Linked DNA regions of Mus musculus: region 1 is linked to region 2. Evidence: chromatin contacts called from public Hi-C data. All regions are on one chromosome and are shown on one strand. Each heading gives the region's core, a stretch centred on a gene start, on an enhancer-like site or on the middle of the called end of the contact. The rest is flanking DNA. Distances are from core to core; before and after follow the strand shown. Region 1 overlaps Csgalnact1 (chondroitin sulfate N-acetylgalactosaminyltransferase 1). Region 2 has its middle 29 kb from the start of Sh2d4a.

The links. A called contact is a pair of places that touch in the nucleus more often than the background predicts.
Region 1: a Hi-C map of the HPC-7 cell line shows a contact between it and region 2, with 2.5 times the contacts expected there. The contact joins two enhancer-like sites. A contact is called at or near these places in 1 of 484 Hi-C or Micro-C datasets (the HPC-7 cell line) and 1 of 9 other capture datasets (embryonic stem cells).

What each region holds. Positions count from the first base shown.
Region 1 is chr8:68,605,437-68,608,679 of GRCm38.p6, reverse strand. The region is part of intron 2 of Csgalnact1 (chondroitin sulfate N-acetylgalactosaminyltransferase 1); the gene reads left to right. Among named protein-coding and RNA genes, the nearest start is that of Csgalnact1, 130 kb to the left of the region's middle. Within about 2 kb of position 1,844, at least 40 of the 459 cell types and tissues checked have an H3K27ac peak or open chromatin away from gene starts, as enhancers often do. A contact at or near this core is called in the HPC-7 cell line, where this site is marked.
Region 2 is chr8:68,246,216-68,249,370 of GRCm38.p6, reverse strand. No RefSeq gene overlaps it. Among named protein-coding and RNA genes, the nearest start is that of Sh2d4a, 29 kb to the left of the region's middle. Within about 2 kb of position 1,275, at least 42 of the 459 cell types and tissues checked have an H3K27ac peak or open chromatin away from gene starts, as enhancers often do. A contact at or near this core is called in the HPC-7 cell line, where this site is marked.

The DNA.
Region 1 (3,243 bases), core at 595-3,094, 360 kb before region 2:
TATTCTCCTTGATACATGTGAGCACGTCACTGCAAATCCAGGAAGCACTTCATATGTTGCCCTTTGTTGTTGGGGGTCAAACAGATGTGACTCACCTATGGTTTAAGTAAAGGAGCTCTTTCCTGGAGGAGGAAAGGAAAGGAAAAAAAGTCTGTCAGTGTTGTTAGCAGCCTCAGCTTTCTGTCTGACTAAGGACTGTAAGGCTTTAGTTCTCAGACTCTATCTCCTGGTTTGAGAAGCTCTCAAGCTTCACAATTTAGGAGCATTTCTTCTCCTAGGGCCTGCACAACAGCTCTTGTTTAGACAGCAGCTAGGGAACTGAGGCTCTAGGGTGTTTTGTGCAGAACAAAACAGCTTTCACATTGCTTCAGATGTGATGTCATAGGTTTAGCAGCCCTTTGACCTTTCTTCCTGGCTTAGGTTTCTGTGTAGCGAATTAATGGGATCAGAAGGGAAGATGTTTTCTGTGGTACTTTGTGAATAAAAAATACTGCCATTAATTATTATTTAGAAAGGCATAATTTTTTCTTAAACTCTGCCTTTTGAGCACCCCTAGGCCCCATTGTGTCAGTATAAGCCTTATTAACCAAGGGTAAGCATACTACACCTTTCTCCTGCTCTCCCATTTGGACATAAAGCCTGTTACTGTTGATTGTTCTATAGTTGGTCTTCCTGAGAATGAGATTTCCTTTAAGTCAGCCATTTTCATTACTGGGTAGTGTGTCTCTTTAATGTTATTCTTTTAGAGAGGCTAGTAAAACATTTGCATTTGCTCCCATTCCTTTATTCTTTGTAAAGTCCTAAAGAGTCAGAGAGGGCTCATTAAGGAATGGACTACCATGATGGACAGCCTTTCCTTATTGCTAAACCATAAAAGATGGGGAGAAAATGGGGGCATTTGTAGTGTTTAAAACTTTCATTAAATGGTAAGTGGTGGTTTTGACTGACCTTGGAAATTACCTACATCTTTTTAGTGCTTTCATGCCAGCCTGTGGTCTACAGAAGTGTTAGTAGTCTGTTGGATTTACAAAGTATCTCCCCAGAGGCCCGGTGGTGCTCCTTTGTAATATGATTGATGGATTCACCCTGTACCTCCTGGCTTGCAGAAGTAACTTCTCAGTAACATTTCTCTTCTTCCCTTTCACTTACATAACCACTCCTCGCACTATTTAAGTTCCAGTTCTTTTGTACATTTGTATTTCTGTGGTAACTACAGCTCAAGCACTCTTCTCTGCTTCAATGTCTTCTCCTCTATTGTTTCTGTTCCTCTAGCTAATGATTTACTTTGTGGTATGATAACTTTTTGTGTGTGCTATTAAAAACCATAACCAATTAGGATAATGAGCCGGCAGAAATTAAAAATCTTACAGGACAGAAAACAGAAGGGTGTGTCTGAGGTATGGTTGAACCTAGAGACAAGTTAAGCAGTGTTGGTGGGGACAGACAACTTGGGGGAGGGTCCTTTCCTCTCTTGCCCTTCAGATGGTCTTACCTGCTTCCATTTCTGCTCAGCCCTTGGGAGTCCTGGATTCACTTTGGGCAGAAATTGGTCCAGGGGTATGTTTCTTAGCTGAAACCTGAAAGATGAGCGGATGCCCTCACATGCAAAGGCAGGGAAGGGGCCTGCAGGTGGTTCAGCACACACTAAAGCTGGGAAGCTAGGACTGAATCCTAATGTGACGATTTTTGTTTCCCAGGAACTGTCAGCTTAGGCTGGCAGCCAAGGTTTTCCTCTATCTTCCCCTCCAGCTTCCTCCTAGAAGCTGACAGAAGCCAGTGCCACTTCCTGTGGCCTGATCTAGCTTCTGCCTCCTGTTTTAAACTGATAACCTAGAGTGGAGTTGCATAAGCATCTTCTGGGTAATTAGTTAATTATCTGCACCAGGCACCTGGCTTCTGGCATGTTATACAACAATAACGATATAACGACTTCCAGTCTCTCCATGTTGTCACAAATGACAGAATGTCATCCTTCTTTATGGCCAAGTAGCTTTCCATTGTATATACAAATTCTACCCGCATATCCACTCAGCATTATGGCTATTTAGGATGATTTTATCTCCTAACTACAAATGGTGATATAATAGACATGAGAATGGGGCCCTTTTGAGAGTTGGTTCAAGTATATGCTCAATTTTGATTGACGTACTTGTTATATCTACACTATCACTCCTGTACTTTAGGCTCAGGGATCACTGTGAAAGGAGTACAAAGACTGTAGGAGACAGAGTCAGGGAGTTTGCTGTGAGAGTCTGTCTCCTAGTAATGTCAGAGGCTATAGCCATGAAGTCCATCAACATGGCAGCATAAACCTGACCTAAACAAGGACAACAAGGATTACACCAGTAGACATGCTAATGTATATGGGGGAAAGGTCATGATGTTTTAATCCTACACAAAGAACTGCAGGCAACTAAGGAATGCTGAGAGCTGAAGAAATAGCCTTCCCCAGGGAAGAGTGTATCAATTGGTTCTCCAACACCGAATGGTCTGCCCTGAAAACTTACACATACAAGGATCATAATACAGACTGAACAGGTCGTGTTTATGTATGAAAGCTTGTGTGTGTGTGTGTATGTGTGTGTGTGTAAGAAAAATTAAAAAAAAAAGAGGCCATGAATTTGAAAGACAGGAAGGGACATGGAGTACATGGGAGGGCTTAGAGGGAGAAATTGGTAACAGGTAATGATGTAATTACAGTATAATAGCAACAAATAAAATAAATACTTAAAAATTATACACAGTAAACACATAAATCAAGACACCACGTTGTACCCCTTAAATATGCAGCTGTTGTAGGTCATTGACAAAGCAATAAAGACAAAAATAGCAAGCAAATCAATAGGGATAATTTAGAGTTGACTCTTACACAAAGGGTATAGAACTTCCCTGGTTATCTTTTCTGTCAGATACAAATGACCCTTGAATGTTAGCCCTGCCCTAACAGTGAAATGCTGATTCTGAGTTGCCCATCCTCTTATTTATTTTACCTTTTAAGAACCAAGATTTGACTTTACCATCAGATCAACCCTGAAGGGCAACTGCTAGCTAGATAAGCTGCATTAGACTTAATGTGTGTGGGATAACATTAACAGTTTCTATAGGCTTATTTTCTCTTCTATGCATGCAGTCATATTAACTGTTATGCTAAGATAAAGTTTTAAATGTTTTTATTTTAAATATCAGCCTGTTGGGGAATAATCAAGACCTAACAGAAGGGAAAATGAGGCTTATGACATTATC
Region 2 (3,155 bases), core at 26-2,525:
TTGTTGTCTTGGTTAAGGTTTCATTGCTGTGAAGAGACATCATGACCAAGGCAATAGTTACAAAACAAAACAAAACAAACAAACAAAAAACATTTAATTTGGGGCTGGCTTACAGTGTCAGAAGTTCCGTCTACTATCATCATGGCAAGAAGCATGGAAGCTTGCATGCAGATGCTGTGCTGGAGGAGGTACAGCTAAGAGTTCTACATCTTGATCCACAGGCAACATAAGGAGACTGTCTGCCTCACTGGGCATAACTTGAGCATTATATATAAGACCTCAAAATCCACCTTCCAAGTGACACACTTCCTCCAACAAGGCCACACCTACCCCACTAAGGCCACATCCCCTAGTAGTGCCACTCCCTGTGGGCCAAGCATTCAAGCTTAAGTCTATGGGGACCATATCTATTCAAACCATCGCAACTGTCAACTTGTATAGAGTTAGAATCATTTAAGCCAGCAGATCGCAGCCTGTAAGTCATGACCCCCTGGGGGTTGTGTATTAGATATTTACATTATGATTCATAACAGTAACAAAATTACAGCTATGAAGTATCAACTAAATAGTTTTATGGTTGGAGGTCACCACACATGAGGAAATGCATTAAAGGGTTGCAGTATTAGGAAGGTTGAGAACCACTGATCTAGGTGAATGGTGAGGTAGTTTAGTTACATTATGAGTGTGCTAAGGAAAGGTCAGGGCATTTCCAGAGATGATTAATTATGGGAGGAAGATTCATCTTAAATGTTGGTGGTACCATCCTGTGGGCCGGGGCCCAGACAAGTTAAAGGTGAATATAACAAAAGCTGGTAGAACATCAATATCCCGTTTTTCCCACTTCCCTAACAGTGTGGACTTTTCCTCAGACACGTACTTCTACCTTCATAATGTTCTATCTAAATGCACATAGCCAAGCTACTATGGGCTGAACCCTCTGAAACAGTAAGCCAGAAATCATTTTTTTCCTGCCTTAAAATTTTTCCTGTCAAACAGTTGGATCACAGTGATGCGAAAATAATGAAGACAAAGCGTGAGACAGGACATAGAGAGCTGAAGAGAAGTCCAGGTTTGTGGTAAGGATAGCATTCCCCACAACACATACACATGAGGATATGGATACAAAGGAATGAAGAGAAATAGGAAAGAAGCAGATAAAAGGAGAGAGGAGAGGACAGACACTGCCAAATGCCTAAGAAAGTTACTCTGGGCACACCATCTGGAGGCCTTTTAACTTCAAATGAACAGCTGAAAGTATGTCTGCATTTGAAAGCCAGCCATTGAGACTAATGTTAGCTAGTGGCTAGAAAAGAGGAACATACTTACAAGGAAGCTAGAATGTTGTAGCTTCCAAAAAAGAAAGCGCAAAACCACAACTTGGAAGCCCCCAACGACCAGCAGAATGTAGGTTTTCATTCTAGGATTGGGCTTTTTATAAGATTCAAAATTGCCAAGGTCCTTTCCTCTCTCCAAAACTGGGTCTGGGAGCTTAAATTGTCCAGTACTGGGGAAAGGCATTCGACTAGCTCAGGTGAGGTCAAAGGCTCACACCTCCATTAATCACTATGACTGTGTAGGCTGCATCTTAGAATATAAACATAATGAATGCTCTTGGGCTCACCCTGTGCTATGAACGTTAAGTGGAACTAAAATGTGGTAGGTTCCAGAAAAAGGCAAACAGCTGAAAGCCGGATGCAGTGCCAGGAAATTTAATTCTACGTTAACTTTTACCTAAAATAGTGTAGCTCACAAGAGTATTTATGTAAGTATGTGAAATTGATGTGTTTAATGCTAAAATTAAAGCTGAGTGAATTTGATCAGAAAATGGTGCTTCCAGGCAAGAAGCTTTGAATGGGGATTTAAAGAACTTGGGGAGGACAGGCACAGCTGTTTCAGACTGGAGGAAGAACATGTACAAAGGTTAAAGGGTAGGGGTTGAGAGGAGTTGGCAGAGGGGGTGGACATGGTCAAAATACGTTGTCTGAAAAAATTTTTAATTAGAATAAGAAGCCCAATGTGAACAAGCCTCTCTGAGCAAGAACAACCATTTTGCCTGGCTTGTCCAATAAACTAAGCTTGGAGATTAAAGAGCTAATGAGTCAGACAAGAGGTGAGATATTTGTCACAGGCATACAGATGTTAAACAGCCTGGAAGAGAGGGGTGCAGAGGATAATTCTGTTCCCTCTCCCCACAGAAAAGGGGATTCCCCAGGGGAAAACCTCCAATGTCACAACACGCTGAAGATTTTCTATGACTTCAAGAAGTCCGGAGTTCCCTCTGTCACCACTGCCATGGCTACAGTGAAATTTCCCTTCTTGTCCCTTCTTAGAATTGGGAACAAAACACCTATGGAAGGAGTTACAGAGACAAAGTTTGGAGCTGAGACGAAAGGATGGACCATCTAGAGACTGCCATACCCGGGGATCCATCCCATAATCAGCCACCAAATGCAGACACCATTGCATACACCAGCAAGATTTTGCTGAAAGGACCCTGATATAGCTGTCTCTTATGAGGCTATGCCAGGGCCTGGCAAACACAGAAGTGGATGCTCACAGTCAGCTATTGGATGGATCACAGGGCCCCCAATGGAGGAGCTAGAGAAAGTACCCAAGGAGTTAAAGGGAACTGCAACCCTATAGGTGGAACAACAATATGAACTAACCAGTACCCCCCAGAGCTCGTGTCTCTAGCTGCATATATCAGAAGATGGCCTAGTTGGCCATCATTGGGAAGAGAGGCCCCTTGGTCTTGCAAACTTTATATGCCTCAGTATGGGGGAACGCCAGGGCCAAGAAGTGGGAGTAGGTGGGTAGGGGAGTGGGGGGGGGTCTGGGGGACTTTTGGGATAGCATTTGAAATGTAAATGAAGAAAATACCTAATTAAAAAAATAAATTAAAAAAAGAAAGAAAGAAAAAAACCTTAAAAGTTAGGAATATTTTGCTCATCGGACACAAGACACAGGAACGTAATCTGAAGGAACATAACTACCAGACCCAAAATACTTGATTAAGTGGCTAGGTGTGGACCACCCAATATGATGGCTTAAATTAATTGAAATTTACCAAAATTTAAATTCCAGAGTCAGTCAGCCAGAGACAGTCCAGTGGTTGGGACAGAGCCCAAAGCCATTTCTTCAGCCTCATCTTTCTC